4 separate regions of the Mus musculus genome follow, and all the other regions are linked to region 2. Evidence: chromatin contacts called from public promoter capture Hi-C data. All regions are on one chromosome and are shown on one strand. The core of a region is the stretch at or near the end of the contact, and the rest is flanking DNA. Distances in the headings are between cores, read along the strand shown. Region 1 holds the start of 1600014C10Rik (RIKEN cDNA 1600014C10 gene). Region 2 holds the start of Zik1 (zinc finger protein interacting with K protein 1). Region 3 holds the start of AI987944 (expressed sequence AI987944). Region 4 holds the start of AW146154 (expressed sequence AW146154).

What was found. Promoter capture Hi-C pulls out the DNA fragments that hold promoters and counts their contacts.
Region 1: a contact with region 2 is called in a promoter capture Hi-C map of the HPC-7 cell line. The contact joins the promoter of 1600014C10Rik here to the promoter of Zik1 in region 2. A contact is called at or near these places in 4 of 39 promoter capture datasets (the HPC-7 cell line, cranial neural crest, frontonasal cranial neural crest and 1 more).
Region 3: a promoter capture Hi-C map of second pharyngeal arch cranial neural crest shows a contact between it and region 2. The contact joins the promoter of AI987944 here to the promoter of Zik1 in region 2. A contact is called at or near these places in 5 of 39 promoter capture datasets (cranial neural crest, frontonasal cranial neural crest, maxillary cranial neural crest and 2 more).
Region 4: a contact with region 2 is called in a promoter capture Hi-C map of pre-B cells. The contact joins the promoter of AW146154 here to the promoter of Zik1 in region 2. A contact is called at or near these places in 5 of 39 promoter capture datasets (cranial neural crest, frontonasal cranial neural crest, maxillary cranial neural crest and 2 more).

Annotation. Positions count from the first base shown.
Region 1 is chr7:38,182,185-38,185,077 of GRCm38.p6, forward strand. 1600014C10Rik (RIKEN cDNA 1600014C10 gene) reads left to right here and starts at 1,603. Exons shown (of 4, transcript NM_028166.3): 1 at 1,603-1,715. D530033B14Rik (RIKEN cDNA D530033B14 gene) reads right to left here and starts at 1,598. Exons shown (of 1, transcript NR_165180.1): 1 at 388-1,598.
Region 2 is chr7:10,494,060-10,496,759 of GRCm38.p6, forward strand. Zik1 (zinc finger protein interacting with K protein 1) reads right to left here and starts at 1,322. Exons shown (of 4, transcript NM_009577.3): 1 at 1,083-1,322; 2 at 431-469. The coding sequence starts at 463.
Region 3 is chr7:41,392,061-41,394,892 of GRCm38.p6, forward strand. It overlaps AI987944 (expressed sequence AI987944), which reads right to left and starts at 1,319. Exons shown (of 5, transcript NM_001199330.1): 1 at 1,167-1,319. Gm17102 (predicted gene 17102) reads left to right here and starts at 1,638. Exons shown (of 2, transcript NR_166533.1): 1 at 1,638-1,960.
Region 4 is chr7:41,498,401-41,501,250 of GRCm38.p6, forward strand. It overlaps AW146154 (expressed sequence AW146154), which reads right to left and starts at 1,490. Exons shown (of 4, transcript NM_001033530.3): 1 at 894-1,490. The coding sequence starts at 896.

The DNA.
Region 1 (2,893 bases), core at 353-2,852, about 28 Mb after region 2:
TCAGTGTGTGAACTTGGGGATAGGAAGGAAGAAAGTTGAGGGAGGGTCTCCATCTGCAGCCTAGGCTGGCCTCAAACCCTGATGGATTTGCTTGTTTGTTTGAGACAAGGTTTCACTATGTAGCCTGGGTCAGCTAGAATTCTCTTTGTAACCAGGCTGGCTCCAAACTCATGAGATTTGTTTGTTTCTGTCTCCCAAGTGCTTCGATTAAAGGTGTACACCCCTGCACCTGGTAGCTAGCCTCAAATTGTTGAGCTTTCTGCCTCAGAAGGAGCTCTATCTGAGTAACAGGATTGTGGATGTACACACACCTACTGTGCACCTCTTTCACAGACGGCCTCAGCCGCTACTGGCTGTCTAGGAACACTTCTAGGTGTCAGGGTGATAATTTTAGGGCTTTATTCATCGTCGGTGTGGATGTCTTATAGCCTAGTCTCTATTCTCCACTGAACTTTCCTGTTCCCATCATTGCTACATACTTCTGATATTTAGGCAAAGGAGAAAACAAGCGAGTCCGGTTCTCGACCTTGCCACCAGAGGGCGCTGCCCGCGGGGGACATTGAAGCGCCTCACCTCATAGCTCCACAGAGAGCAAGGAGCTAATCTATTCTTAGCCTCAGTTAACTTTGGCTCTTGAAAGTCACCCAAACTCGGGCAAAAGCTCCTACTCGAAAACGCACAGACTTTTCCACTCCAGCCAGGAGAATCTTGATGTTAAAAGGGGTTCGAGGCCTTCTAAGAAGACAGAAAAGAAGAAATAATATGGCCCTGCACAGATCATCTGTATGCCCGCAGCAGCTCTCCACCCCCACCTGGCAGATCGCGCTAGGGGCCACTTGGACCTAGACTGGAGTTCGCTCGCCACACTCTCTATTTGGGTGGCATTGGCTAGCCCAGTCCCTCTGTATCTAGTTTGTCACTGACAACCGTGCGTACTCAAGACTTTGCTCAGGGTTAAAGTTCAGTATTGGGAGAGATACCAGATTTGGCATATTTTCAGGCCAGCCCTAGAGTCCTTGGGACCAGGGGGCGGGGACTGCTCCCTAGGCCTCTCTGGATTTTTCTGTTACTCTGCTCTCTTTCTGAGTGGCTCCCTTTGCCCTGCAAGTGGAGTGGGCTCTGTTCTGGTCTTAGGAGGTCTGAAAGCTATACCAGCCCCTGCGCGTCCCACGCAGGCCCCAGCGTTAATTAACCAGCAGTCGCTCCTGACAGCCAAGCCCCTCTATCATCTCCCAGGTCCAGGACCCTGTGGGAGAAAGGGTCCGGCAAGTCACAGACCCAGCCAGCGCAAAGGGCGATCGAGGAGAACCTTCCAGGAACCGTCCCAGATCCTAAACGTGAGGTTGGGCACTGAGTGGGGTGGCCAGGCGGAGAGGAAGTGGGGGCAGCGGGTCCTCGCGACACAGAGTCCCCTCCCAGATGCTCCCCATTTCCGCAGGCACAGAGCTTCCTAGCCTGGGTCTTGGTGTCAGTCAATCAGACGCTGGGGCGCGGAAGGGACGCCTCGCCCCGCCATCAAGATCTTTCCCCAGGCCTGTCCCATCTTGAGGACCCAGACTCATGGGGACCCAGAGCTCGGCGACCCGGAAGGCCGGCGGAGCCGGAAGGTGGGAGGGCGGAGCCAGGGTGGCGGTGGCCTGTGAACGCCTCTCTGGAGCTGGCAGAGCAGAGCCGGCCTCAGTGCCTTGGCGGTCCCAGACTCCAGCTCGGTAAAGGTGCGCGCGGGGAAGCCGGGGTCTGCGAAGCCGGTCGGGGACCCTACGGTGTCAGGCCCAGTGCTAGAGCTGTTCATCTCAATGCAAAGGACCTGAGACACTGAAGGCCTAAGCTGCAGCGCCGAGGTTGGAGTAGTCAGCAGCTCCGTGCGCTTCCAGCCGCAACCTGGATGCTTGGGAGTGCGCGTGCGCGGTGCGGTGTCTTCCCACAGTTTATGCCTTCTGCCTAGCGGACTGCTGTGCTTGGCCCAGAGAGGGAGGAAATCTGGGCTCTAGCTTAGGGATGGCCAGGAATGAATGTCAGGGGATCAAAGGGCCAGATTAATTGGAGCTGTTGTTGAAAAACGTTCTTCTATGACTAAGTAGATAAGGTGCATGCATGGCCGGGTGCAGAGGGCACGGTGCTGCTGAGTGATGGGTGTCAGTTAACTCTGCGAGCTATGTAGCGAACCTACCACTGACCACTTCTGATCTTTCAAGAGAAATTAGGAAGATCTAAGATATATGTAAGATTGTATTATTGCTGTTAGTTTGAGACTGGGTCTCACTATGTAACCTTCACTGGTCTTGATCTGGGAGTCCTACCATAGCCTCCCCCATGCTGGGGTTATGGGAGGGAGCCAGCACACCCTCGATATCTTCTTATTTTTAAATACCAACAATCAAGTAAGTAAACAACTTAGTAGGCTGGAAGAACAGGGTGATGAACTTCACAGAGGACAGAGTACAACTGGGGAATTCCAGACAGGGGAGCAAATATTGCTATTTGGCCAAAGACCTGTTTTCCACTCAGTTTCTGTTTGTTTCTCCCTGCAGCCTCCCCTTACCCACCCCCTACCCCTGACACATTTCCTCCCTCTACTCTGGGGATTTGAATCCCAGCTTCGTCTAAGATTGCTATAAAGAACATGGAGCCCCCTGTTACTCTGAGGCCTCCTCCTCTGTTCCTCACAACTTGATTGGACTCAGGTCAGGCTGCTGTCCAAAGGTTTGAGTTTTTCACCTCCTCTGTGTATGGGAGCCCTGCTGTCATCTTCCCTCCAGTCTGGGTGACTATAGGACATCAGGGCTCCCAGTTAGCTTTTGTCTTCCCTATGGCTGGCAGATGGACTTCCGGTGAACAGGACCTGTTTTGAGGACAGCATTATTGAAGTCGTTCTGCTCCCGTGGGAAGGTCC
Region 2 (2,700 bases), core at 72-2,571:
ACACTTTCCCAAACTATTATGGCAGCTTCCCCCATGGTCTTATTGACTTCCTCACAATAACTGGGTTCTCCATGCCACAGAAACATGGAGGCTTATGTGACTAAGATTAGATCACCTCCCTCCTCTTCCCTTTCCTTTCCCTAAATGTTGAATTACTCTCATCACTCTAAAGCAGAACGCTGAGATTCATTCCAGATCTGAATCCTGCCCTGCTGCTTTCACTTCCCTCAGAAGAAAACACTTGGGGTTCTATGAACCACATGAGCCTCATCTCCAAACATTTACACATGCCAATCAATGCCTGCGTCAACCTTACAGATCACATTCTATTGTTTGTTACCAAAAGGAACTACTCCAATCTTCAATTTGTTAAGGCCCCTTTGACTCAAGACAAATATCTCAGTGACAGCCTAGGACATATTCTCCTCACCTGCATGAGGGCCATATCCATTTCTGCAGTCATGGACACCTGTGAGATGAGAGATGTTATGAATGATGGCAGGGACCCAAAGCTTTAGGTTTTCCTATACCCTCTCCCAACCCGGAGCAAAGTGACATAGGGATGCCCTCGTTACATCTGATCCTAAATCCTCAGTGCTTGTGCTTACTTATGGACCCTTGAACAATGACTCAACTGGCCTATAATATATCTCCACACAACTCCCAGGTTGGAAAACCCTAGGGTGGTCCAAGAACTAGCTGAGATGAGAATATACATACATATATACATACATACTCTCATCACGAGCAGCAGCTTTTTGGAAACCCTAAAACCCACACTCAAGTCTGTGTAGTTTTTCCATAACACGAATTCCTGTCATGGGGAAAATGGTACAACACTTCATCTCATTATTACGGGCCTAAATAGTCCACACTTCAGCGTCGCTCCAAGAAATTACACACACTATGGCCCTGGCTGTACCACTCCGCCTCCTCATTGTAGCTTTGCAAATAGAAAAGCCGAATCACGTACTCCTACTAATACAGGGATCTGGGGAGTAGCGACTTAAGGGGACTCCCTAATTCCGACTCTGCAAGATAAGTGGCGAGGACAAGGGAGCCACAAATGTCGCACCACTTACCTAAGCCTGGTGCATGAGCGTGGGCACAGCCATCCAAGTAAGCGAGCGCAGACAACGGGGAAACGGGGACGAGGGACCTGGACAATACTGCCACTGTCAGTGCCGGGGCTGCGATGAATATTACGCCCTTAGAACCGCTCCTTTGAGATTCTTCGATCCGTACACCTCTGGACAAAGGGGTCTTGCACACGATCTGGAAGGAGGGACCCAAAAACCGCTAAAATGAGCGCCACAGAGCGCAGCCGGAAATCCCGCCCCATTCCTCCAGCCAAACCCGAAGATGGTACTATCCTAAATTCTCATTGGCTCATGCTCCTCTCTCTGTGGATAGTGCATTCTGGGTAACGTAGTTCCTTCAGATATGCGTCTGTGGGTGGGGAAGCTGTGCAACTTCATCACCTGGAACAAAGGCCAAAAGGGATGTGTGCTGGGAAGCGCCATGTACGCTAGCAAACAACCCTTTTCATCTGTCTTCTTTTCTGAAGTCCTCGGCCATAGTCTGGGGCCACCCACCCCAGTGTTTTCCAACTTGGGGGCAAACAGAATACAAGGATGCTAGACTGGAGGTCAAAAGAGGCTGTGGTTGTATAGATGAACTCAAACTCCGGGGGAACTGCGGGATTTCTCCATGTGTACCCAAATGCTGGGCAGACATCCGATGGAGAGCCCATGCCTAGCCTCTTGAACTAGCTCAGGGCACTTGGCCTCCTAGTCCACTGTTGGAAGCCACTTGCAGGGAGTCGAATTTAAATCCATAGTGACTCCTACATTTCCCTGTTGTCTGCTTAAATACCCCCTCCCTTTGTATTCTAATACCACTCCTATGGCACTTGATTTGCCTCTTCTTCAGTGTTGCCCTAAGAGAACACACACAGCTCCTTAAGCTTCAACTAGATCTGTCCGGTAGCTAGAAAGTTGGCTGACTAGCCTGAATATCAATAAAAAGCAGAAATTGCCTCTCCAGGAAAAAAAAGAAATCAGGATCTGTGTGAGGCCAGCAAGTTCTGCAACTCGCCCTCTCCTGAGGGCGCCGCTTATAGAGGTAGAGAGCAGCAGCCACCAACTGGCCATAAACTAAATGTAACTCTTGTACACAACTACAAAAAAGACAAAGTTAAACAGAGTTCAAGCAAATCTTAAACTCCTAGCATATGAAAAGTTTTGTGTTTGTCTGTATTTGTATATTTGGCATCCATCAATCTCAGGACCAGAGATAGCTAAAGTTGTAACTCATGCTGATGTACACCATGCAATTCCTACAAAGGATGCCAGAGGGAAGAGAATTATTAGTTCTGGGCTAGCATGGTTACAGAGCATGAGTCAAACTAAAATATCAACAAATACCAACAGTGAAAGTCAATTGAACAGGTTGGAGTGTCTTTTCAATGATACTCAGTTGTCTAAATTTCCAAGTGGCTAGCTGAGCTTTCTACTACTTCTAGGAAACTAACTGGTCTGGACGCAGTCTTCTTTGCAGCTTGGTTTATTAAGGAAAAATGTGCCTTGAAAATCTCATTTTTGGGGGGGGGCACTTTCTGAAGCTATTTTGCATTGTCTCAACTGCCTACTTAAGAATGGAATGTTTCAATCTCACAGTTAACAGTTATGCAACAAAGCT
Region 3 (2,832 bases), core at 69-2,568, about 31 Mb after region 2:
GGAAGCTTGTTGCCCCCCTGGGGGTAGGGGGGGATGCTAGAAGGGTGAGGCAGGAGTGGGTGAGTGGGTAGGAACCCTCATAGAGGCAAAGGGGAGGGGATGGGATGGAGGTTGTGGAGGGGAGACCAGGAAGGGACAACATTTGAATGTAAATAAGTAAAATAATTACTACTAATAATAAAGACAAAGGAAGAAAAAAAGGAAAAAGAAAAAGAAAAGTTCTATTTTACTCTCAATACATGAGGGCCTACCTGGCTCTGTCAAGCATGTTCCTGGGTTTGAGAAAGAGCTATGCCATTTTCTATACATAAGGGCCTCACAGAAAGCCTTGCTTGATCAAGCCAGTCCTGGACCCAACAGTGTTTTCCCTTTTCAAAGAGTTGCCAGCCGGTGTTCTCCTGCGAATATGGCAGAACTATGCTTTTTCTCAAGAAGAAAACTAGCAGCACTTTGTGATAAACAGCCTTTAATGTTGATTGGGACTCTATAACGCTCCCTTGAGCAGCCAGTTCTTTGCTATGAGGATGGCCCTAGTGGCTGGTTGTCAATCAGAGTAGCCTCCTTTGTTAAGCACTGGAGCACTTTTCTGGACAATCCTAGTGAACAAATATATCTATCCTAGCATCCTGATCTCTAACGGGTCTGGTTAGCACACTACTTATCTGTAGGGTGTCTCAGAGGCATTCCTCCCTCAGCTAAACTCTACTTGCTGTCGCTTAACTATCTCCTAAGCATTGGTAAATCCTTTAACATCATCAATTCTACTCTTCTACACCACAGTTTGATATGGGAGTGCTACCCAACATGAGATGCCTTTTATAACTTCTACAGAATTAACTCCAAATAGGTCTTACAGCTAAATGTTAAATGATGGGGGAGTTAACTTTTAGAAGTAGAGAAACTAGGCCTCTCTGAGTTTGACATCCTGCTAAGGATGTTTCCACACACAAGTCTCTGAGCCAGATGCTTTGAGCAGATGCCGCCCTCATAGTGAAGTTATTCACAGCCCACCGCTGGGTTCAGGGAATGACTAGGACAAAAAGGGAAGTAACAGGTGGTCAGATCTGGCCACACTTACCACCCAGACCCAGGGACAAGCCACCATACCAACTTCTGCTACACAACTGCCTGCTCCTTCCCTCTGTGGGCAGTGGCTCTGCACTCACCATGTCGCGAATTAGCAACTTGCTAGAGCTTCCCTCACAGCACCCAGCAGCAGCGCTTAGAGAAAAACAATCAGAACTTTTCCAGCAGGGTCCGTTATAGAGCTGAAACTGCCGCAAGGAACCCGGAAGGTCCCGCCTTCTCTCCTGACTGACAAATCCACCCCAAGGCTCCGATTGGTCACTAAGTCTTGCGTAACATGAACAGCTCCACCTCAAGGTTCTGATTGGCCATTAAACCTCCCTTAGGGTTAGAATGTGCAGATGGGACTCCGCTTGGTTGCTGGCCTGGTCTTCCACTACAGTATCATTCTTTCTGCAGATACACAGAGATTTGAATTTCAGTAGCGCTTGTGCCTGTTTTCCAAAAGCATACCCGTCTGTCTTCCCATCCAGCTCTGGGGAGAACCCACCGCGTCAGCTCGGGCTGCTCCTCCCCTTTGTAGGAATTGACCCTGCCCTCCCTAGCTCTCTAAATCGGGAAATCTGGAGCTTGCTTGAACTACCTTTGCTTTATTCATTAGGCACTTCCCTTTCTTCCTCCGGAAATGAAGGTGGATATGTAATGGAAATCAAGCTTGCGTATGTAATTGCCAAAATTAGCCTGTAAGCGTTACCGGCCCAGGAGCCAGGTAACTTCTAGCGATTCTGGGAATTGTAGTTTTTTTTTCTAAGTAACCCTCGTGAGAAAGTGCGGTGGCCAAATTGATTATCTGTATAAACCCCTACAATATGTGACCGGGGGCTATTCCGGCTGGGAAATTCTGCGGATATTTCTGACCCAGGTCCATCTCTTGGTCAGTACCTAATATTTAATAAACTGTTGCTTTTAATTTGGACCGAAATGGTGGTGGGGGGGGGGGAGGAGGAGGAGGGGGGGGGGAGGAGGAGGAGGAGGATGAGGAGGAGGGGAGGAGGAGGAGGAGGAGGAGGAGGAGGAGGAGGAGGAGGAGGAGGAGGAGGAGGAGGAGGAGGAGGAGGAGGAGGAGGAGGAGGAGGAAGAGAAAAAGCCCCAAATTCTCTTTTCATCCCGGATAATGGAGGGGTGGGCTGACCCAGCTGTGTCTAGGGTCTCCAGGAAATGCATTCCCTCTGCAGAATCCCAAGGTGAATGGCAGACTCTAAACAGTAAGCTTCCTGTTGGTTCCTGGATTATGGTTAAGAGATACCCTGTCTGATAAACAGGGTGAAATTGATGGGGTTTGTACACCCCATTCGGGCAATTGGGAGACGCCTATTTTTTTATTTTACTTTTTTATTCTTTATTTTTATGTATTTATTTATTGAGTAATTTCTGCGTAGTTGGAAGTTCATCCAAGGCCATCAGTTATTTTCTGATCCGTTATTTGCCTTGGAGCCTTGGAAATGCCATCTACTGACGCTGGGTGACAGAAACTGCAGTGGCCCAGTATGTGGCAACTTCACCTGGGTTCCAACGCCTAGGCTGTTCAACAAAGCAATTTCCAGAGGATACCAGGCAGTCCAGGGATTATACAAGAAATCAGTTGAAACACAATCCTATTGGTAAAATTGTCATAATCAGTCTGGTGAAACCTCTGTGCGACACCAATTCAGTCTTTACTGTTGTCTGTTTTGTGACTTGTCCACATCCGGTCTGTCCTCGTGGGTTACTATTTAGGGGGCGTCTAAATTAAACAAACACACAATA
Region 4 (2,850 bases), core at 240-2,739, about 31 Mb after region 2:
ATGTTCCTGGGTTTGAGAAAGAGCTATGCCATTTTCTATACATAAGGGCCTCACAGAAAGCCTTGCTTGATCAAGCCAGTCCTGGACCCAACAGTGTTTTCCCTTTTCAAAGAGTTGCCAGCCGGTGTTCTCCTGCGAATATGGCAGAACTATGCTTTTTCTCAAGAAGAAAACTAGCAGCACTTTGTGATAAACAGCCTTTAATGTTGATTGGGACTCTAGAACGCTCCCTTGAGCAGCCAGTTCTTTGCTATGAGGATGGCCCTAGTGGCTGGTTGCCAATCAGAGTAGCCTCCTTTGTTAAGCACTGGAGCACTTTTCTGGACAATCCTAGTGAACAAATATATCTATCCTAGCATCCTGATCTCTAACGGGTCTGGTTAGCACACTACTTATCTGTAGGGTGTCTCAGAGGCATTCCTCCCTCAGCTAAACTCTACTTGCTGTCCCTTACTATCTCCTAAGCATTGGTAAATCCTTTAACATCATCAATTCTACTCTTCATCACAGTTTGATATTGGAGTGCTACCCAACATGAAATGCCTTTTACAACCTCTACAGAATTAACTCCAAATAGGTCTTACAGCTAAATGTTAAATGATAGGGGAGTTAACTTTTAGAAGTAAAGAGAAACTAGGCCTGAGTTTGACATCCTGCTAAGGATGTTTCCACACACAAGTCTCTGTGCCAGATGCTTTGAGCAGATGCAGCCCTCATAGCGAAGTTATTCACATCCACTGCTGGGTTCAGGGAATGACTAGGACAAAAAGGGAAGTAACAGGTGGTCAGATCTGGCCACACTTACCACCCAGACCCAGGGACAAGCCACCATACCAGCTCCTGCAACACAACTGCCTGCTCCTCCCCCCTGTGGGCAGTGGCTCTGCACTCACCATGTCGCGAATTAGCAATTTGCTAGAGCTTCCCTCACAGCACCCAGCAGCAGCGCTTAGAGAAAAACAATCAGAACTTTTCCAGCCCGCTCCGCTACAGAGCTGAAGCTGCCGCAAGGCACCCGGAAGATCCCGCCTCCTTTTCTGACTGGCAGGTCCACCTCAAGGCTCTGATTGGCCCTTAAGTCTTGAGTAACGCGAGTACCTCCCTGAGGGTTAGGGTGTGCAGATGAGACTCCGCATGATGGTTGCTGGCCGGGTCTTCCAGTACAGTACCAGACCTTTTCCAGATACATAGAGATTTGCATTTCAGTAGCACTTGTGTCTGTATTCTACCCGTCTGTCTTTCCATCCCGCACCGGGAAGGACCCATCACCTCAGCTCCTGCCGCCCAGCTGCCTGCTCCTCCCCTTTGTAAACAACGACCCTGCGCTTTCTAAGTCGTGGTGGAATCTGGAGCTTGCTTGAACTACCTTTATTCATTAGGCACTTCCCCTTCTTCCTCCGGAAATGAAGGTGGATATGTAATGGAAATCAAGCTTGAAAATTGTAATTCCCAAATTTGACCTGTAAGCCTCACCTGCCCAGGAACCAGGTTACTTCTAGGAATGCTGGGAATTGTAGTTCTTTGTAAGTAACAAGTCCTCGTGGGAAAGTACGGTGGCCAAATTGATTATCTGTATAAAGCCCTACAACATGTGACCGGGGGCTATCCCAGCTGGGAAATTCTGTGGATATTTCTGATCCAGATCCACCGCTTGGTCAGTACTTAATATTTAATAAACGGTTGCTTCAAATTTGGACGGAAATGGTTGATTTGGTTTTCCAATAAAACTCAGGTTTAAGGTATGGAAGCGCATAAGGAAATAATGGTCCCAAATTCGCTCTTCATTCCGGATAATCGAGGGGTGGGCTGACCCAGCCAAGGTCTCCGGGAAATGCGTTCCCTCTGCAGACTCCCGGGGTGAATGGCAGACTCGGAGAAAAACAGTAAGCTTCCTGTTGGTTCCTGGATTCTGGTTAAGGGGATGGAGTTTGTACACCCGTTCGGGCAATTGAGAGATACCTATCGTTTGTTTGTTTGCTTGTTTGTTTTAGTAATTTCTACGTAATTGGGAGTTCATCCAGGGCCATCAGTTATTTTCTGATCAGTTATTTGCCATGGGAGCTCTGGAAACGCCCTCTACTGACGCTGGGAGGTAGAAACTTAAGTAACCCCGCACTTGAGAACTTCAGCTAGGTCCCAATGCCTAGGCTGTCCAACTAATCAGAGACTTCCAGAGGATACCAGGAATTCCAGGGATTATACAAGGAGTCCGCTGAAACAGTCTCCCATCGGTTAAGTTCTCCTAGATTGATGAAACCTCTGTGTAACACCAATTCAATCTATATTGTTGACTCCTGTTTTGTGTTTTGTCCACTTGTCTAGTGCTTCCTCGTGTGTTACCATAGGGTGGGGGAGGGGGGCGACTAAATTAGAGGAAGGCACAATATAAGAATTTACGGACTTAGAAGCAGAAAAGGCCAATTCTAAATATCGTTGTCTTAGGTATCTGATCTGTCTTTGTGTGTTTTGACTTAAGGCTGTAAGGCACAGTGGCTCAGGGAGCTCCGGGTGCAGCATACATAGTTCCGACCCCACCTGCATCTAACTGACTGTGAAGTTGTCTCTCAATATGAGATGCTCTGACTTGGATTGTATTCAGAAGCTACAGACTCTACCCCAGGCTCAGATACTTCTTCTGCCTTCTCCTACCTGTGTCTAGCTGGCAGGAAAGCTGGGTCGAGAAAAACTTAACATTTTAGAACACCAAGTATGTATAAGGTAGATTTGGAGATAGACAATTCACAAATAGCACTTGGGGCTCATTGGATAGCTTTGTAATGTCCAGAGCTCTGCCCCCAACTGCACAGTGCCAGACCCAGCTCCTCTCCAAATTATGGATGAATCTGTGAT